2 separate regions of the Mus musculus genome follow, and region 2 is linked to region 1. Evidence: chromatin contacts called from public Hi-C data. All regions are on one chromosome and are shown on one strand. Each heading gives the region's core, a stretch centred on a gene start, on an enhancer-like site or on the middle of the called end of the contact. The rest is flanking DNA. Distances are from core to core; before and after follow the strand shown. Region 1 has its middle 39 kb from the start of Slc13a1. Region 2 has its middle 170 kb from the start of Iqub.

Region 1 (5,561 bases), core at 918-3,417:
GAAAGGGAAACTTGGATATCCTTTTTAAACCTCTTTCAAGCAAAATTAAATTGATTTTATTTTTTAAAAAATCACCAAAAAATCATATTTTTTGTTCTATGGCAGGACTCTTGGTAAGGCAATGCTCACAGAAGGAGATTTGGTGTGCACTAAGAATTTTGGATTAGTATTTGAGTAAGTAAAGTCACTATATATGTTGAAAATAACTGGTTGCCAGCGATGACTCAGAAACTCAGCCCATTGGCTAGAGGCTGAGAAAGGTTTTTGACTAAGAGTGTTCAAGTTTTAGCTTCATATTGGAGCCATCTGGGGAATTTTGAAATGGTCTAAGACCGAGGTCATACCCTCAGAGCAACTGAGTCTCTGGGGGACGGCAGCGGGGGGGGGGGGAGAATATTCAGAAACCGTATTATTTTTTTGAGGTTCCAAATAATCCCCAAAAGTACCCAAGGCTGAACCCCTGCTGTGTAACCAGTGAGTCGCATTTAATCTTTAGGCATATCGGAAATTCCAGTGTATATTCAGTAGGATGTATACATCCTACTGAAAAGAGCTGAAATTTGGAACCTTGTGAAGTTCTAAAAAGGTCATTCTGTAAAGGTACAGAGTTGGCACCACACACTGTTAAGTGGCAGTGAGCAGGTGGGTGCTTTGTGATCACTGAAGAAGTAAATAAGAACTACCCAGGCCCACTTGAATGAAGCTGTCCTCTCAGTAAGTTCTGACATCGTAGTTGTTATCTCGTGCTTCTTAATAATAACTGAAAATAAAAGCAAGCCATTGTCCTGAGGATAATGAAGGAGGAAGGTCAGCAATTACTTACCTGGTACAACAGGTTCCAAGTCACCTGTGAATCACAGTAAGTTGGCAAATAAACACTAGTTACCAAGGAACTTGGCTTCCATACAAAATGGAAGACTCTTTAAACCCATAATCATGGGACATTCGAAAGAGGCTGAAATGTTTCTAAATGAAGAAAATGTCCACTCTACTCAAAGATAAGTTCTACCTCATACATACATACATACCACATTCTTACTCTCTTCGCCTTGATCCTCTCCTCCCTTCTCCCTTCCCTTTCTCCTGTGTTTATTTAAACTGAGTGGTATGGATAAGATATGAAAGTCTTGTTTACAAACAAAACAAAACAAAACAAAATAAAAAACAAAAACGAAAAAAACCCTTCTCAAATATTCAAGAATAAAGGTCACAACTGAGTTCTACTTTCTATTTTCCTGCAGTAATTCATATAATATTATGCTACTGAGAAAATACAGATTGGTTTTAAGGAATGGACAAGAACATCCCATTCCCCTGCCAGCGGTAGTGATTATACCTTTGAACTTCTGCTCTCTGGCTTTCCAACACCTATCAGAGTCATTATTCAGGGAGCATAGGTGAGTGGAGGGGTTTGTGTGGGAGAAACTGGTAAACAGCTGGGGATCCAGGTGCTCCGCATTTAAATTCTGTGGTGCAGAAGTGTTTCCCTCATTACATGAAACTGTCACGTTATCATTTTGTCTAATGATACCATCATTATCATATTCACTTGAGTGACAAAATGCCAGATTCATGCCATCAATTTTCTGCGGAGTCTTTCCAAATCAAAGAGCCTTTCCTTTTTAAATGCATCAAATTATTATGGTGAGCTCAAACAGCAGAAAGAGGATGCAGTAGTGATATTCAAAAATTTCAAGCTATCTTAGTCCTTTCCTCTAGTTCATACATTAAATTCAGTTTTGCCAAGATTTAGCCATTTAAGTTTGAATTATCCTGAGTCTAATTATGCATATCAAGATGAATATTGAAGTGTGAAAATTTCAATCCCAAGAAATGATAAGAAAAAAGTAAACACAATTTAGACAGGAAGGATGAAAATAAATATTCTTATTTTACCAAGCTTCTAATCTGTAATCAAATCTTTCTGAGTGAATTAAAAGAACACATTTTATTTCCGTATATTTAAAAATAATAGCTTGTCTGCAAACATATAATACTAAGTATAGTTGGTGGAGATTATAAGAAAATGGTTAAATGTGTTGACAAGTCTCCAATAATTTGTTTTAGGAAACAGAAAGCAAGCCAAAAGGCAAGATACTAGGTCAGGGAGATAGCACAGTCATTATAGTACGTGCCTCAAAGGATAAAGATCTGAGTCCAATCCCCAGAATCCTGTAATAAACCAAGTATGGTGAAATGTTCCTGTAATCCCAGTGCCGGGAGGGAGGTGGAGCCAGGCAGATTCCTGGAAATTGCTAACTAACCAGATTAGTTTACTTGGCAGACGTCAGGCTACTGACAGATCCTGTCCAACAAAGTTTTTAGATGCAGCACTCAAGGCTATCTTCTTGTCTCCATTTACATACACCTGCACTTATTTGTGCTCCCTCATACACATCAACATCAACTCTCACATATACACAGTAAAAAAAAAAAATTAGAAAGGCAAGATGTATTTACTGTTAAAGAAGTAGGACCTGCATATGCAATCTGTTCTTCATGGAGCCCTTGGAACTTGTCACTATGGTTTCAACACTTTCTTCCCTACTCGGCACCCTCACATACATGCCTCATGTAGGAATTTAATACTCAAAATTGGATAGCTGTCAGTGGAATTAAGAGGATACTGATTTAATCTGATTCTAGATTCAGAAGTGGGGTCATTGAGAAATGATTATTGTAAGATAAGGTGATTATATCACCTGTGGGTTGGCCTGGTAGCTTTATAAGCAGGAGTGAGGCATACAGGTATACATGCATGTCCATAGTAAGAGATTACTATGTGATATTCAACTCTGTCAACAAGAAGGTCATCACCAAACAATACTCTCTAACCTTATATCTTCATGGGCCTAAATCAAATCAACCAGTTGTCTTTATAAAGTAGGTATTTCATTTTACTAAAGCAGCTGAATGTGAAACTGGGGAAAGCAATGAGGAATCTGTGGAAAGAGAAATCTAGGTAGAAGGAAGAATCAGTATAAAGACCCAGCAGCAGCAATCGCTGTGATCTATTTAAATAAAACAAAACAAAACAAAACAAAACAAATAAAAAAACCAGCAGAAGCAGTCATTAAAATCTCCCAATAAAAAAAGAGCCCAGAACCAGATGGTTTTAATGCAGAATTCTCCTACACTTTCAAAGAAGAGTAACACCAATACTCCTCAAATTATCCCACAAAATAGAAACAGATGGAACGTTGCCCAATTCATTTTATGAGACCGTAGTTATCCTGATACAAAACCATATAAAAAACCCTACAAAGAAAGAGAATTACAGACCAATTATGGCCCTTAGGAACATAAATGCAAGAATTCTTAATAAAATATGTATAAACTGAAACCAAGGATGTATCAAGGAGAACATTCACCATAATCAAGCAAGCTTCATCCCAGATATGCAAGAATGGCTTAATAGTTAAAAACTGATAAATTTAATCTACCATATTAACATATTACCAAAGTCACATGTTCATTTTATTAAATTCAGAAATAACCTTTGACAAAATTCAGCACCCCTTTATGATAAAAGTCTTGAAGAGATTTGGGATATAAGGGACATACTTCAACATAATCAAGATAAATTACAGGAAGCTCATAGCCTATGTCAACTTAAATGGAGAGAAAATCAAAGCAATTCCACTAAAATAAGGAATAAGACAAGATTGTTCACGCTCATCATACCTATTTATTATAGTACTTGCTATCTTAGCTAGAATAACAAGTGAAGGAAATAAAAAGGTACCAATTTGAAAGGAAGAATGAAAAACATCATTATTTATAGATATGTTAATATACATAAGTGACCATAAAATTTCTACCAGATGAAAGCTCTTACAGATGATAAACATTTTCAACAGAGTAGCCCAAACAAAATCAACTAATAAAAATCTGTAGTCCTCTTACAAATGACAAATATACTGAGAAAAAAGAAATCAGAGAAACAAAACTTTCACAATAGCCTTAAATAATATAAAATATCATGGAGTAACTGTAACCAAGGACTTGTGTGACAAAAAGTTTAAGACACTGAGGAAAGAAATTGCAGATGGAAAGATCTCCCATGCAAATGACTCTGTAGGATGAACATAGTAAAATTACTCCTCCTACCAAAATCAATCTACAGATTTAGTGTAATCTACATCCAAATTCTAGCACAATTCTTCACAGGCCTTGAAAGGACAATTTCCTGCTTTGTATAAAAATACAAAAAACCCAGGAGATCCAAAACAACCTTGAATAATAAAAGAACTGCTGGAGACATCATCATCCCTGATTTCAAGTTGTACTATTGTGCTATAGTTATAAAAACAGCACTGCAGTGGCACAGAAACAAACATATTGAACAATGAAATAAAATTGAAGACTCAGAAATAAATAAACATACCTATGGACACCTGGTTTTGATAAAGCTGTCTCAAATACACACTGGAAAAGAGCAGCATCTTCAACAAATGGTGCTGGTCAAATTAGAAGGCTGCATGTAGAAGAATTCAAGTAGATCCATACTTTTAACCCTGCACTAAATTCAACTCAGAGAACTCAACATAGAACCAGATGCACTGAACCTGATAGTAGAGAAAGTGGTTAATAATCTTGAAGTCATTGGCACAGGAGAAGACTTTCTGAACAGAACACTGTTAGGATGGGCCTTAACACCATTATATGGGCATTAATAAATGGTCCTCATGAAACAGAATTCTCAAAGGAGGAAAATAAAGATTTAAATAAAACACTGAAAAAAAAAAGTTCAACATCCTTAGCCATCAGGCAAATGCAAATTAAACCTCCTTTGAGGTTTCATCTTAAACTGGTCAGAATGGCTAAGTTCAATCAAACAAGTGGCCAAACTGTAGAGCAAGAGGAAGATTCATTGCTGGTTCCTCAGGAAGATGGTAATCACTCTCCATCAAGATCCAGCTATACCACTATTGGGCAAACATCCAACTGTCACTTCATCCAACCACAGAGATACTTGCTCAACTATAGTCATTGTTGAGCTGTTTATCATAGCTTGAAGTTGGAAACAACCTGGATATCCCAGAACAGAAGAATAAGTAATGAAAATGTGGTACATTTACACAATGGAGTATTAAAACAGCCACTAAAAAAAAAAAAAAAAATGAGACCATGAAAGTGTCAGGTAAATAGATGGAATTACAAAAAGTCCTCCTGAGTGAGGTAAGCCAGACCTAGAAAGACAAATATGTTATGCATTCACTTATATGTGGAGATTAGCTGTTAAATCCATGATAACCAAGCTATAATCTGTGGAACAACATAGGGTGTGTATAGAGTAAGGGAATAGGCTGGGGCAAATATATCTCCTTATGAAAGATAAATAGAATAGATAGATATGGATGAATCAGAGTGGACTATAAAAAGAGGATTAAGTAGAGATGGGGAGGCAAGAGGTGGGTTAGGAAGGGAATCTGAGGAGAGCCAGCCTAAGGGTCATTTGAGGAATAATATGAAAACTATAAAAATCTATTGCAGCATCTTAAAATGTATGCATATATGAAGGCTATCTCAATCAATAGCCAAATCATGAAAGACAGAGC
Region 2 (5,561 bases), core at 788-3,287, 140 kb before region 1:
TATGTAGTCCGCATTGATTCCTTCTAAAATGAAGAAATCGAGGCTCTAACGCCGTTTAAGCATTTACTTAGACTTTGATATATACAAGCATTTATAAAATAACATTCTGGAAGATTTAAAGTACTTCAGCTATAAAATAATACAAGTATTTCAAGTTTTCTGAAAGCTCCTAAAATTCAGGGTAGCAATCATTCTCTTAATTCAAAAGCATTTGAAAACTCTCCAAATAATATTGAAATCACTTGGAACAAGACAGACTAATTTGCCATTATTACCGCATTTCAGAGAGTTATCAGCTCCATTTCAGAGGATGAAGGCAGCCAAAGACCTTCCCACACTTTCTCCCGAGCATGTCCAGGGACTGTGGTGGCTCTCACCACCGGGGAACCCAGAAGGCTCATCCCCAAAGCTCCACACACATTTCTGGAGCCGAATGACTTCCTGTTTGTGGTTATTTTCTTCTTTATTCCTCTTTTATTTATTTATTTTCAACAATGCTTTCAGATATGGATGAAAGGTGATCAAAATGTCTTTTAACATCGATGTGAGTTTCAAATACAATACTCTCTTTAGTGACACATCTTGAGCTGCTTCCAAACAGTGTTATTAAGAAAGACTCTCCCCTTCTCTTCTACCTCTGCATGTGTGCCCTTTCTCTTTCTCCCTTCTCTACCCCACACCCCCTTTCCCCATGCTCACTTCCCTAACCTTGGTCCTTGGGGCCAGTAAACTCTTTCTGGCCTGAGAGCAGCTTCCCAATACAATAAACCTGCTAATAATAATAATAATATTAATAATAATATCCCCTTATAATTCCGACTATGCCCAGACATTTCCTATTCTTGCGAGTCCCTTCCTCCATTCTTTTTTTTTTTTTTTCTCGATTCTGTTCTTTACAGAAGAACCCATTCCTTAGGAATGAGCTCCACTATCATCCTCTCCACAAAGTTCCCAAAGCAGTCCTTGTTGGATTCTCCCATGGGTCCTTTGTCTATTACGTTGACATTCACTCAGTTCTCCTGTGTTCCTAAAATTTACAATTACAACCACTGAGGAAGAAGAGGATATTCAAAACATTTCCAAACTTAAAGGCCACAGCTACCAATCAATCGGATGAAGCAGCTTCGACAGACAATTCTGTCCTAAAGAGGCAAGAAAGAGTAGCTTGCACCTAGCCAGGGGTTCTTACAAGAAGGTCTCCCATGCTGCTGACAATGCATTGTTAACATATGGAGATGCTAAGGTGGCGCGTAGTTAACCAGTAAGGAAATTACTCCTTAACTCCTACTGACTTCAATACATTTGACACCAATTTGACTCAGACATTAGTTTACCCTAGTACAAACACACATACAAAAAAAGGGTTGTACTTTAAAGTTTTACGGTTACCCATCACAGAACGTGTGCACTGAGTCGTCCCAGCAAACAACTTGCCCTCTGCTTGTTCTCCCATGCTCTACTTTATTTTTGATGAATGGAGTGGGCTAATTAAATCTTATTTGTAGAAGGAAAGGGTAAGAAACGAACCCATTTCCCAAATAAAATTACAATCTTTAGTGCCGTTTAAATGATAACCTATATTTCGTTTATTCTAAAGGTATCAAAAGGCACTTTGGAAGACTGTTATCAACTCCATTTGCACACGCACAGAAGCCATTTTTCACCAAATATTTACCTGGTATGGAGAAGATTCTTTGAGTAAGATATTAAAACGAAGAAATGCTTGTTCAAATTTTGCCACAAGATAGCGATTCTCCAGAAGCCTTTTTTAAACAAACAACAAACAAAACAAAACAAAAACAAATAACTTAAAAATAAATCTCTAAGGGTAAAGAAAGGGTCCTTGTTAGCTTGTTTCTCAGCTCTTTCTTGTGGGAGATTTTATTTTTTTAGTCTTGTCAATTGGGATGGCTTAGTGCATTTCCACATTTTTTCCAGCTGTTGGAATTTGTTGCTCAACAGCGTAGACAGTGTTGTGATGTCTTTCCCTCTACCCCTAACAGCTAGATGCATGACCCGCAAACAGCAGGGAAACTCAATATATTGACTTCTTAGAAAGACTGGGGACAATGCTGACAATTTGACGACAACAGCAGCTAATTTAAGGTCAATTATGCTTACTTAAGTCCATTATTTAAATGTGGTTAAAGTGCTTCGAAGGGATGGAATCATGAGTATGAACGGAAGGAGCGTCATGCCTTTGTAAACATTATTGTAGGAAGGAAGGCGGGCCTATAGAAAGCCCTGGACAGACAGTTGCATAGTTCTAGATTACTCCTAGGAGACAGAGTGATAGAAGCTGCTGGATTAATTTGCATTTGGGCAGAGGAGTCCTTCCCTGAGGACTGCTAACCTGGCTTAGCATGTACTGCAACTATAAATGCTTCAGGGCGGAAGGGTGCTTTTACATCAGACAGCTGTGTCTCCAGACAGCTGTGTCTCCCCGCTGATTAATGCTAGCGAGCTCCCGGAAGTAGCGGAAGTAGCGCGGGCAGCCAACTGACTCAAATGAGGTCGGGGCTCAACAGGAACCAGTGCTCTCAACAGCACTTTTCCATCTCATTTCCATTTGCTAGCTGTAAACACCGCCTCCCCAGCCTAGAGTTCTTTGACCTCCTCCGGCCTGACTCTAGAATTGTGAATCAAAGCTAAGACCTTTAACCTCAAGTTGTTCTCATTTTGTTTTTCCGACCAAGGCAGACCCTGAAGCCTCTGACAAAGCCTTTTCTCCTGAGAAATGTTAAGCAATTGGCTTAGCTAACCATTAAAATATCATGTGGCTTCAAATTCCTTAATTTTTTAAAAGATGACTGGCCATAGGTTTTCGGAGTTATGTGTAAAGGGGTTACAGATTAAGCGCGTTCTGTCTCCCCAGGAGGAATCTGGCTTTGTGCCCCAGATATAATCCCTGTTTGTGCTGTGGAAGCTGACATCTCTTCATTTTACAGAATCCTTGTTATTGCAGACACAGGGGTTGTGGGAGGTGCTCTCTGCCTTACTGGTTGACTGTTGTTCATTTTCCTCTCTAGAATGCTGCCTTTGAGTCAAGTTAAGTGGACCACAAATTTACTCTCTTAAAACATTCATGTAAACATGTGAGCTATTTATCCTTTCTAACATGAATCTAGGACAGTATAAATTAATTCTAAATATGTAGGTGGAAGAGATGGAAGTCAACATGTTTTATTTTGAAAGTTAAAATGCTGAAGTAACTGGGAAATGGCTAGAAGTCAGAGGAGGGAAGGCAAGGGGGAGGGAGAACTAAGGTTGAGAAGGAGGGGAGAGGGGAGAGAGGGAGGGAAAGAGGGAGGGACATAGGATGGAAAGGAGGAGAGAGGGGAGGAGAGAGGGAGGGAAGGAAGGAGAAAGGAAGATAGAGAAAGACAGAGGGGGAGAGAGAGACAGAGAGGGAGAGAGAGACAGAAAGGGAGAGAGAGAGAGAGAGAGAGATGGCGGGGGTGGGAGGAGATAAGGAGAGGGAGAGCATTTTGGATTCTGATCACCAAATCTTTTCTTTTACACATTCAAAAAGTCGTATGTTTTTCAGTTTGTCCAAGTATTAAAGATTTTACATTTTAAAATGGTTAATTTCTAACAACAATGGCCAAGAAGCCAATTAGAAGCCCATGTTAACAGGCAAGCAAATAATGTATAGTATAGTAAATTATTTTTACAAAGACAGATCAATGTTGGAAGGCCACTTGATGAATCAAAACTGGAGACTCGGGTTTTAAAGACAATGATACAGATCTGAGTTCACAGGTCACCTGCTATATAACGCTTGGCTTCCTAAGTCTCGGAGTGAATAGTACAGAAAAGGAGCCTGCTTATTATTAAGGAGAAACACTCCCAGGCTGGAAATGGAGACAGGTTTGTGATCAGAGCCTGGAGCCCATACTATTTTGATCCACTTTGATATGAACCACTTAGTGCTGTTTCCACTTAGATAGCACCACCTCTGCCCATTTGTATATGGCAAGGACTTTGCTTGCACATGCTCAGTTCCCCCAAAGGAGCCTAGGTAGGGGAGCTGTTTATAACCTTTCTGCCTACTAGCTGTTTTTCATGTATTAACCTTGGTGACTCTTTCCAAGGTCTAGTCCCCAGTAACAAAAAAATGTCTTCTTTAGCTGTTGGATCCAATAATCAAAAGGTTGAATCCCAAGACCTCTGGTAACAAACAGATAATTGCATTGATTTACAGTTTCATGGCTGTTTTCTCTGTGTCTTAGAGGAGTGAATCACTGGAGTGGCCCTACACTCTCTTAGTCCTTTCTTTGTTTCTCTGTGCTTCCCGGGCCGCCGCAGGTGAGCAGCTCTGATAGCTACATGCTTTTTGCCTTCACACAGTCTGAGGACAACAGAGCCACCTCTCAGGAGTTGAAACCAAGAGTCAAAATGATTCTTTCCTCTGTTTAAATGTGCTCTGCAGTCACTTTGGCAGTATACAGAATAAATTATTTCACTCAGGGTCTTGTCATAGTGAAGACAACAGAATTATCACTAAGCGTTTATTTCTAAGTAACGAGTTCCTGAGACAGGGAAGGAGACACCGTTGGAAATGTTTATTACTGATTATTTACACTTAGGACTTATGAGTACCCATAAACTTCCCCAAGCTACTTTATTTTCTCTTTAAATTAAATATGCTTTGTTTTCTAAGATCATAGCTTTCTTAATTAAGTACACACCAAAAAGCACTGTTTATTCTACAGTGAAACAGAAGTTGCTTGTTTAGATTTCTGAAAGATAATTGTAGCAGAAAACTACTTACAGTTCTTGGAAGGGCTATTTTTTTTAAACAATCTGGAAGTCCTATTATGTTTATGTTGACTGTGACTGGCTTATGTTTGTTACTGGTGTTTATAGCTTCACTTCACTTTGATCTGAAGCCCTTGCATGAGTAAACGGAGGTTAGTTCTATAGGCGAATTACTTAATAGGTGTTCAATGTCTTAAATATTTCTTCAGAGTTTTAGAAGGAAGGACATCGCTGGGGATATGCCCTACAACACATATTGTCGTTGGCCACTTCTTTTCTCTTTCCCTTCTTTGCTTTCTGGCTGTTGTGAAGTAAAGAACCTTCACCACGTTCTGTTGTTATTATTCTTGGTGTTTGTTTATCTGTTTGTTTGTTTTTCCCTCCATGAAGCGCCTGCCTTGCTGTAGGCCTGAAAACAATGGCTAACCACAGAGCAAAACCCCCGAGACTGAACCAAGATGAACCTTTATTTATAAATGTTCTCCTAGGTGTTTTGTCACAGTTGCAAGCACTTTTCTAACACAGCTGGCAACTGTGTAAAATGCAATGAACATCTGAAAAGGAAGCCAAGCTGAATTTCTTTTTAAGTGGGCAGACTGAGTTATAGGCAGTATGCTGACAGGTATCATTTAAGTTTAAATGTTTAAGAAAGGTCAAGTTGGCTGCTTGGTTGAAAAAAATTAATTATATTCATCATATTTTAAGGTAAAATAAAACATTTCCTACCACACTTAGGTTTAGTAACCTAAAACTATAGTATAATCTGAATAATAACAAGCCCAATAACTAATCTTTTGGAT

What was found. A called contact is a pair of places that touch in the nucleus more often than the background predicts.
Region 2: a Hi-C map of liver shows a contact between it and region 1, with 5 times the contacts expected there. The contact joins two enhancer-like sites. A contact is called at or near these places in 7 of 484 Hi-C or Micro-C datasets (the CH12 cell line, embryonic stem cells, liver and 1 more) and 7 of 115 datasets of contacts at active chromatin or transcription factors (embryonic stem cells, epiblast stem cells and intestinal villus epithelium).

The regions. Positions count from the first base shown.
Region 1 is chr6:24,204,732-24,210,292 of GRCm38.p6, reverse strand. No RefSeq gene overlaps it. Among named protein-coding and RNA genes, the nearest start is that of Slc13a1, 39 kb to the right of the region's middle. Within about 2 kb of position 2,167, at least 5 of the 459 cell types and tissues checked have an H3K27ac peak or open chromatin away from gene starts, as enhancers often do. A contact at or near this core is called in liver, where this site is marked.
Region 2 is chr6:24,345,322-24,350,882 of GRCm38.p6, reverse strand. No RefSeq gene overlaps it. Among named protein-coding and RNA genes, the nearest start is that of Iqub, 170 kb to the left of the region's middle. Within about 2 kb of position 2,037, at least 48 of the 459 cell types and tissues checked have an H3K27ac peak or open chromatin away from gene starts, as enhancers often do. A contact at or near this core is called in liver, where this site is marked.